2 separate regions of the Muntiacus reevesi genome follow, and region 2 is linked to region 1. Evidence: chromatin contacts called from public Hi-C data. All regions are on one chromosome and are shown on one strand. The core of a region is the stretch at or near the end of the contact, and the rest is flanking DNA. Distances in the headings are between cores, read along the strand shown. Region 1 holds the start of CCDC90B (coiled-coil domain containing 90B). Region 2 holds the start of DDIAS (DNA damage induced apoptosis suppressor).

Region 1 (4,572 bases), core at 1,282-3,781:
CCAGCAATTTCAGAAGATGATTAAGAATCCCTGAATTCAGTCACTAATTCCGCAGAAAGGAATATGATTGGCCCAACATCAACACTGTGTGTGTGTGTTGGGGAGAGAATTTTATAGTAATACAAATAATAATATGTATTAATATTAAAGAGATTCATTTTTTCATAATCATTATTGAATTTAAGGTAAATAAAAATTTTGTGTTCTCACTTACTGGTCTTTTTCTTCCAGTATACTGAGAGCTCCTAAAGAGCAGTTGGAGTTATTTTTATTAATAACACCTGTTGACTTTACTTATCTCATTTAACAGACTTAAAATCATATTGGGGATATAGTTATATAAGTATACAAATTAAACATTTTCTTGTCACTAAGTTTTTTTAATGATTGCATCAGAGAAGGCAATGGCACCCCACTCCAGTACTCTTGCCTGGAAAATCCCATGGATGGAGGAGCCTGGTAGGCTGCAGTCCATGGGGTCGCTAAGAGTCGGACACGACTGAGCGACTTCACTTTCACTTTTCACTTTCATGCATTGGAGAAGGAAATGGCAACCCACTCCAGTGTTCTTGCCTGAAGAATCCCAGGGACGGGGGAGCCTGGTGGGCTGCCATCTATGGGGTCTCATAGCGTCGGACACAACTGAAGCGACGTAGCAGCAATGATTGCATAATATTCCAATTAGGGATATTTCTGCAAGTTACTGAATCATTTTGAATATTTAAATTATTTCTGTGCTGTGCTGAGTCACTCAGTCATGTCCAACTCTTTGCCACCCCATAGACTGTAGCCCACCAGGCTCCTCTGTCCATGGGGATTCTCCAAGCAAGAATACTGGAGTGGATTGCCATGCCCTTCTCCAGGGGATCTTTCCAACCCAGGGATCAAACCCAGGTCTCTGGCATTGCAGGTGGATTCTTTACCATCTGAGCCACCAGATTATTTCTAATCTGTCATTATTATAAATAACACTGCAAGAGTTAAAATTTTTTTTTAAATCTTAGCTACAGGGACTTCCCTGGTAGCCCAGTGGCTAAGATGCTACACTCCCAACGGAGGGCCCCAGGTTCAATCCCTGGTCTGGGAACTAGATCCCACATGCCGCAATTAAAATATCCCTTGTGCAGCCAAATAAATAAATAATAATAAAAACTTAAAAAAAATCTTAGCTACAAGGTAATTTTTTTTAGAGTAAATTCTTAGAAGTGAAATTAGCTATTCAATTTTTAGAGTTTATATATATTATTACATTGTTTTCCAAATATGTTATACTAACATAAACTCCTGCCAGTAGCTTGCGCAACTGTATCTGATGGTTTATTTGGTAGAACTGATCATTATTTTTTAGAAAATGTTTAACAGGTAATAATGATATATCCTTCTGTTATACCTTTTTTTTTTTTAAGCTGTGAGATTAAACTCTTTTTGAGGAGGGGTTGTTCTTTGTTTTTCAATATTTAAATAATCATTTATATTTCCTCTCCATACACTGTTAAAGCCCTGTCAGGAATTGTGTTCCTTCTCTTCTTTCTTCCCCCCCTACTTTAAACTTTTTATTTTGCACTGGGGTATAGCCGGTTAACAATGTGGTGGCGAAGGGACTCCTGTTCTTCTAGCGTGTCTCAGTGCTTAGAACGGTGCTTGTCACTCGGCTGACGCAAAGCGCTGAAAACAAATCGGTAAGATTGAGTGCTAAGTTTACATTCTTGTAAGAATAATTAAGCCACGAAAATCTGGCGGTTGTTCACCACTTTGCTGTGTTAGGCCCTCAGTCGTGTCCGACCCTTGGCGACCCCATGGACTGCAGCCCGCCAGGCTCCTCTGTCCATGGGGATTCTCCAGGCAAGAAAACTGGAGTGGGCAGCCATGCCCTCCTCCAGAGGATGTTCCCAGGTCTCCCTCACCGCAGGCAGGTTCTTTGTCGTTTGAACTAATATGAAAGAATTTACAGAGAATCAGTTCAGTTCAGTTCAGTTCAGTCGCTCAGTCGTGTCCGACTCTTTGCGACCCCATGAATCGCAGCACGCCAGGACTCCCTGTCCATCACCAACTCCCAGAGTTTACTCAAACTCATGCCCATCGAGTTGGAGATGCCATCCAGCCATCTCATCCTCTGTCGTCCCCTTCTCCTCCTGCCCCCGATCCCTCCCAGCATCAGGGTCTTTCCCAATGAGTCAGCTCTTCGCATGAGGTGGTCGAAGTACTGGCATCCCCGCATCTGAACCCCACAACTACTGTGTGCTGCTACTTTTAACGTTTTACCATGTGGGGAAAACTGGAGTAACTGAGGTCTGAGAGAGATAAAATGGTGATATATAAATCAGGTCGTCCCGAGAAACTAGAGAATTCAATTTCCCTCAAGACAGCAACTAAACCAAATAAATATGGTCCTCCCCTACACTAGAGGGAGAAGCGGCAAGAAATGAGAAATAAGAGCCTCGGGGGGACTACACTTCCCAGAAGCGCTCTGCGCAACTCCCGGCATGCTCGGCGGCCAAGACCTGCACGTCCCAGGTTGCCGCGGGGTTGGACGTGACTCTGTCGTCCACCAATCCAAACCGGTGATGGCCGCTGGCTCTCCGGCGGGAGTCGGCCGTTTAGCTGCACACCTCATTGCCAGAGAACGGGCACCGGGAGGTTCTGAAACAAGATTCCGCTTCTTAGGGCGGTAACGGCGTGTACGGGTTGGGGTGAGGCGGTGAGAGAAGCGGAGCCGCTGTGAACCATGCTGGTGAGCTCCGGGTCAGTCTGTGGAGGGGCCCAACTTCGCGAGACCGCGCGCGGTGCGAGCCTGTGCCGGGAAGCCCTGTGTAGTTGCTACGGGCCGAAAACTACATTTCCCAGCATGCTCTTGGCGCCAGAACTACGTTGCCCGAAAGCCTGAGCGCGATTCGCCCTGTCTTCTCACCCGGCTGCCTCCGGCTGGAAAACCCGTGAAATGTGGGGCCGCTGGCTTCGACCGCTCTTGCGTTGTGAAGGCGGCGGGAGCCGCCGGGTTTCGAGCCCCTGTGGGCGTTTTTCGCCGGCCCTGCGGAGAGGTGAGAAAAGGCACCGCGTCGCCCGATGCCTGTGTGCTCTGTGGGGAGGTGGTGCCGGTGGCTGGTGCCGGCTTGGGCGAGAGGAACGCGAGGGTGCCGCCGCCTCCCTCCAGCCCGCTCCGGGGCCTGGCGACCCTGCTGCCGAGCCTCGCCCCGAGGGGTTGAGGCGGTAGGCGCGACGGCCGAGAACGGGAGCGCGAGCCTCCGAAGGCCTGTCTTCCCGCCCGGCTCTTTCGCTCGAGCCCCGCCAGGTGTCTCTCTGAACCCTTCTCTGTCGAAGGAGGCTGGTCGTCCCCGCCCCCTCGCAGGTGTTGTAGTTTGTGCCCGGAGAGGCCCGTCACCTTTCGCGGTTTGTTCAAACTTAGACTGTTACTCGGGTGCCGTCCTCCAGCCCAGGTAATCTACAGCGCACGTTTCCCGTCAGGTCCGCTTTAGTTTCGCTCTAGTTTTCGGTACTCGGGAGCCAACTCCGAGAGATGATGAAGGACAGGGAAACCTGGCATGCTGCAGCCCGTGGGGTCACAGAGTCGGACTCGACTGAGCGGCTGAACAACCAGCGCTTTATTTACGCTGTGGTTTTCAGTATTTGGCAATCGCCTTTCAAGCAAAAGGAACGTGATCACGCGAAGCTACAGTGGTTGACGGGCGGGCGCGCCTGTCACCAGTGTGTGCTGGTCAACTGAATTTATTGAGAGTCATTCCCAGAATCTTTTCCCCACAATTTTTAAACCCTTTGGGGTTGTCTGCAGAGTAGGCACTTCGTACTAACCTCAGCGTTCTCTAGTGATCTAGGGTCACTAGATCTAGTGATGTTAGGTCCCTCATCACTAAACCGCGAAAGAATTCACCTTAATTCTTCAGTGCCGGGTGAACTGAGCTGCCCAGCACCACAACTTTGTGCTGTTTTGCTCGTTTCATTTTAGTCACACAGTAAGGCTGCAGTTATTGACACCCCCCGCCCCATCTCTAAGACTTGTTTAGTGCCCAGGGTCCTTGGCACGGTATTTGTACTTACTTAGGACGAGCTGGTTGGATGGCATCACTGACTCAATGGACATGAGTTTGAGCAAGCTGCAAAGATGGTGAATGACAGGGAAATCTGGCATGCTGCAGTCCATTGGGTTGCAAAAAGTCGGACACGACTGAGCGACTGAACGACAACAAAGATGTTGAGTTGGTGTGTGTATTTAGTCGCTCAGTCATATCTAACTCTTTTGAGACCCCCATGGAGTTTAGCATACATACACATTATGATGGACTGTACAAAAAACGGATATTTTTTGAACCCTGGGAAATCACCCCAGTCTCAATCTTTAGTAAACTTTCAGAGCTAATATAATTTGGGTCCCTCATCACTAAACAAATATTTATTGATTGTTTACAGTGTTCAAGTAGTTTAAGCTTGCCTCAAGTCAGTAATCAAGGAATTTGAAAACCTTGGTCTCTGACCCAGGGAAGGATCTTAGTTTTCATCTAGTTGAATTACCATTTTAAAGATAAAACAAGGCACAGGAAGATGTTATTTGTGTAAGTT
Region 2 (4,480 bases), core at 1,592-4,091, 340 kb after region 1:
TTATTATTTGCGTTTCACTTGGTAAACTCAGCAAACAGCAAAAAGACTTTCCATCCACTGGCAGTGGACAAATATGAAATCAGATCCTTTTAGGCAGTCACTATAGTCATTCCCTTGGCTGTTTCCATAGTATTTCCTTATGATTCTTCTCATCTAGTTTGTTTTGTGTCTCTCTCTAGTGCCTGACTTAAGGTATTGAATCCATGTTTGATGGAAAACTGAATGAAGCATGAGGAATGAGCAAATACTAAAGTTAGGAAAACATGATCACAGACTTGGGGACAATTCCATATGTGGTGTCTATCTGCGGTTTATCTTTCTTCTTGATTTTATTGGGGAGGTGGTGATACAGCGTTACATTGCTTTCAGTTCCACCACAGTCAACAAACCATATTCCAATTTAATAAGTTCAATATGTGCTCAGTCGCGCCTGATTCTGTGGCCCCATGGACATAGCCCGCCAGGTGCTTCTGTCCATGGAATTTTTCAGGCGAGAATACCATAGCAGGTTGTCATTTCCTATTCCAGGAGATCTTCCAGACCCAGGGATCGAACCTGCGACTCTTGTGTTTCCTGCATCAGCAGGCAGATTCTTTACTACTAGTGTCACCTGTGAAGTCCAAGTTCAAATATACTTACTTATTTATCAATTATTTATTGTGCAGTTGATAAATACCAGGTGATGGGAATAATATAAGTGATGAACAAAATAGACAAGGTCCTTACCTGGTCACTAGATCTATAGCTTAGTAAGAGATAGGTGGAAAATTCTATACAGGAAAAGTACATTATACCATGAGAAAATATAATAGGGGGACTGATTCAGTCTAAGACTATGGACAAGGATGAAAGCACTCCTTTAAAAAACTGGCCCACACTTCTAACGGCATACAGAAAAGAAGATGTGACTAACTCCTCTCCCTTTCTTCATTCCTCCTCAAACTGCTCTTGCTTTGCAAGAAAATCTTTGTCATTCTGTTGCTCTCAGATTTCCCATTTCATATATTATAGGACAGACTCCTCAGCTATGGAAAGGGTAGTTATTTTGAGTTGCTTTATTAAAGCTGTCTAATAGCCTCCCTCTAAGAGTGCATACTTTGTCTAATCTTTCTAATGGCAGTCATAACAAGTCCTTGAGAAATGATCTTCTGACATTAAAATGAAAATTCTGGAAAAGGGAGAGGAAGGCAGGAGATTAAAAAAAAAATCAAATAAACAAAAAACAGACAAAACCTCTTTTGTTTGGAGAAATAATGATGAAAAATATTTTAAAAACACTACTCAGGAAACTCTTAGTGAGTGTCAAGCACAGTTTGTTCATTGCACTTATGACAGGTAAAGTTCCAGAGATGGGGAAGGGGACAGGGTTAGAGATAGAAAGAAAAAAATCATCTCATGCAGCTGTCCTTTCTGAACACATTCCAGCAACACTAGCCTTTTCTTAGTTTCTTGAACATTAAGATGCTAAGTTCTTTCCTGCTTTAAGGCCTTCACATAACCTGTTCACTCTGGAATTTTCTTCCTTTCTTCTATTGCATGGTTAGATCATTCTCATCTTCTAGGCCTCAATTTAAGTGTCAATTCCTCAGAGGCCTTCCCAGACAAACCTAACTCAAATATATTCCACTTCACTCTTTTTAAATCCACACATAAAAAGTTTAAGTTCCATTAGGAAGGAATCTCACATCTTGTTCACCATTGTGATCCTAATACCTAGAAGTTCTTGGCACAGAGGGAGACGCTTAAAAACTATCTGTAGAATGAGTAAGTAACTACTGGGTTCTTTGTGACCCAATTTTGCAGGATGACGAAAGGCTTCCTGATTTAGAAAGCTTCATAAATTGAGACCTAAAGAATGAGTAAGAACTAGGTGGAATGGGATTCAGAAGGAGTCTGAAGGTGAGGGAGAATGGTGTATTTGAGGGACTCAAAAGGATATTCCATGTGGTTGGAGCACAGGGCTGGAGAGGTGGAAAAACAAAGTTGGAGTACTAGGCAAAGGCCAGACAAGAAGGGCCCCGTTAACCACGTTAAGGAGTTTAGACTTAAACCTGAGGGCAAACAGGAGCGACCAAAGGAAAGGTTTTTTAATGGGGAGTGCCCTGATCAGATCTGTACTTTATCAGCCTAGCAACATGGAGACTGTATTGGAACGTAAGGAAATTGAAAGAACCAGCTGGGAGGCTACAGTCATAGTTAGGAAACTGTTGTGCTGAACCAAAGTAAAACTGGCGAGAAGTGTATGGATTGAGATATTCAAGAGGTTGGTATGGCTTGATGTGAGAGACAAGGAAGGTACCTAGAAAACTTGTTTCTGGTTTGAACACCCTGCTCAGTTGAAGCACTTGTCCCTCTGAGTCATCAAAGCAGTTTGGAAAAGATCCCTTTTTAGCAGATACTACTGGGCATAGCAGCCAGCTGTGTACGAACCTCCGAGCAACTCAAAATTTGCAGTAGCACCTTTTCCTCCCTGTATTTCGGGTTCCAGACACTTACCCGTTTCCAGGCCGATGGCACACACAGACGCTCTCTGATTGACTGCAACAGCACCGTCTAAAATGAAAAGAACAGACCTTCTCACTCTTCTACTCTCATAACCGCCCTTTTATGGAAGAGACTGACTCCTGAAAAAACAACGTAGAATGCTCTGAGGCTCACTCAGAACGACGTTTAGGGGTCTTCTTAGGAGTCTCCGGCCCTTGTTCCCCGAGAATCTCCTCCCGCACCTCCTCACCTGAGGTAGAAGACCAGGAACCTGCCCGGGCGAAGCTCAGTGACGCGGACCCCCAGGACTCAAGCGGCAAGAGAGTGTCTGCCAATCGAATCTCCCGCGCTTCCTTCCGCCGGAAGTGACGCCATGACTGTCTGCCCTCAGAGCCAATCAGAAGAAGACGCCGCCGAGGGTGGAGATGTAACGCGACAACTTGTGAGCTTTTGGGAACGACCATTTTTGTCAGAGAGGGTTTGGCAAGTGTCCTTTCCCAACTGATGGAGCAGTAGAACAGTCTGTACAGTTGATTTTGAGGCAGCGTTGAGCCAGCTAGGCGTAGGGACCCCGGGAAGGGTGGTAGTGGGTGGGAGCGCCCCTCAGACGTTCACCTGGCTGACTGGAAGGAGAAGCGGAAGTCGGTGGTGGGAGAGTCGCGAAGACCGAAGGGGACTCCGCCCTCTGAGGCTGGGACTGCCCCCAAGGAGAGGGGAAGGCGGGGTCCGAAGCTGGGTGCCGGAAGACGGAAGGGGGCGTAGCTTGGAAGCAGGGACCCGGACCTAGTGGGATTCCGAGGCGACCTCAGTTGAGAAGTGGACTGCGTGGGCTTCACGCATGTGTAGGGGTGACCAACCGCCAGAGTCCCCTAGGAGGTGATTAGGCTGACCCGGAGGTGGCGGTGCAAAGGAGCCAGGAAGCCGTGCTACACTGGTTCCTATCTGAGTGACTTAGTGCAAGTCCCGGCACCTCTCCTCACCTCAGTGTCCTCAGCTGTAAGTGAGGGTAGCAGTCATACACGACCCATGATTGAGTTAGTGTCTGCCACTAAGACCAGTGCTATCGTGACCTGTAGTAGGACAAAATGAGGCCTATAACCCTAGAGACAGCGTCTCCCATATCGCTGAGGAACTGCTTCAAAGAGGTAGTGGGGAAGGTTAGTAGTATATATGATTTTAGTGAAAAGGGCAGGATATGCACACATTAATACGGATTGGTAGGTGCCGCTGCCAGTCAGGAGGAGCAGATCTGTACCCTGAGCTCCTCCTTTCAGGCTGTTTTGACTGTCAGGGCTGAGTGACTAGTGAGTGATTTAGTCCTTGTAGAGCTGGTGGCTAGTACCAGTTTTTAGTTGGCAGTAGCCCTTCCCGGGGCTGCCCTGGTGGCTCAGACGCTGAAGAATCCGCCTGCAATGCGGGAGACTTGGGTTAGATCCTTGGGTTGTGAAGATTCTCCTGGAGGAGGGCATGGCAACTCACTCGAGTATTCTTGCCTGGAGAATTCCATGGGCAGAGGAGCTTGGCAGGCTACCGTCTATAGGGTCGCAAAGAGTTGGACAGGACTCAAGCGGCTTAGCGCGTTCGCACGCATGCACACGCTATTATTATGTAGGGTTTGTGGAGGACAAGGATGTGGCGATGAAATAGAGGTGGACAGGGCAGGGTTTGGCAGTGACGATAAACGGGAGGATATAGGGTGGGGGGAAAGTGTTTGTGGGGGAGTGATATAGTTAAGAATGGGGTTCAGAGGTCAGATAGGAGGGGCCCTGGGATGATAAAGGCAGGCTTTGAGTCGGAAGGGACTAAAGGTAAACTCTAAAGAGGGCACGGTACAAGAGGGAAATGAAATCTGGCGGCGCCCTGTGGGACTGGGACAGGGGTCGGAATGGCTTGGGCAATTCGAATTTGAGAGGCTTTGCTGAGGGGCGGGGTGGCATGGGGTTTCCCCGGGGAAGGCGGGGCCTGTCTCGGGGGCGGAGCTGCGGGCTGGGCGGGG

Evidence for each region. Hi-C and Micro-C count contacts between places; a contact is called where the count stands out from the background.
Region 2: a contact with region 1 is called in a Hi-C map of blood, with 3 times the contacts expected there. The contact joins the promoter of DDIAS here to the promoter of CCDC90B in region 1. A contact is called at or near these places in 2 of 3 Hi-C or Micro-C datasets (blood and muscle).

What each region holds. Positions count from the first base shown.
Region 1 is chr5:12,282,449-12,287,020 of mMunRee1.1, forward strand. It overlaps CCDC90B (coiled-coil domain containing 90B), which reads left to right and starts at 2,532. Exons shown (of 9, transcript XM_065936973.1): 1 at 2,532-3,038. The coding sequence starts at 2,939.
Region 2 is chr5:12,625,643-12,630,122 of mMunRee1.1, forward strand. It overlaps DDIAS (DNA damage induced apoptosis suppressor), which reads right to left and starts at 2,842. Exons shown (of 7, transcript XM_065936991.1): 1 at 2,735-2,842; 2 at 2,497-2,624. It overlaps PRCP (prolylcarboxypeptidase), which reads left to right and starts at 2,887. Exons shown (of 9, transcript XM_065936994.1): 1 at 2,887-2,926.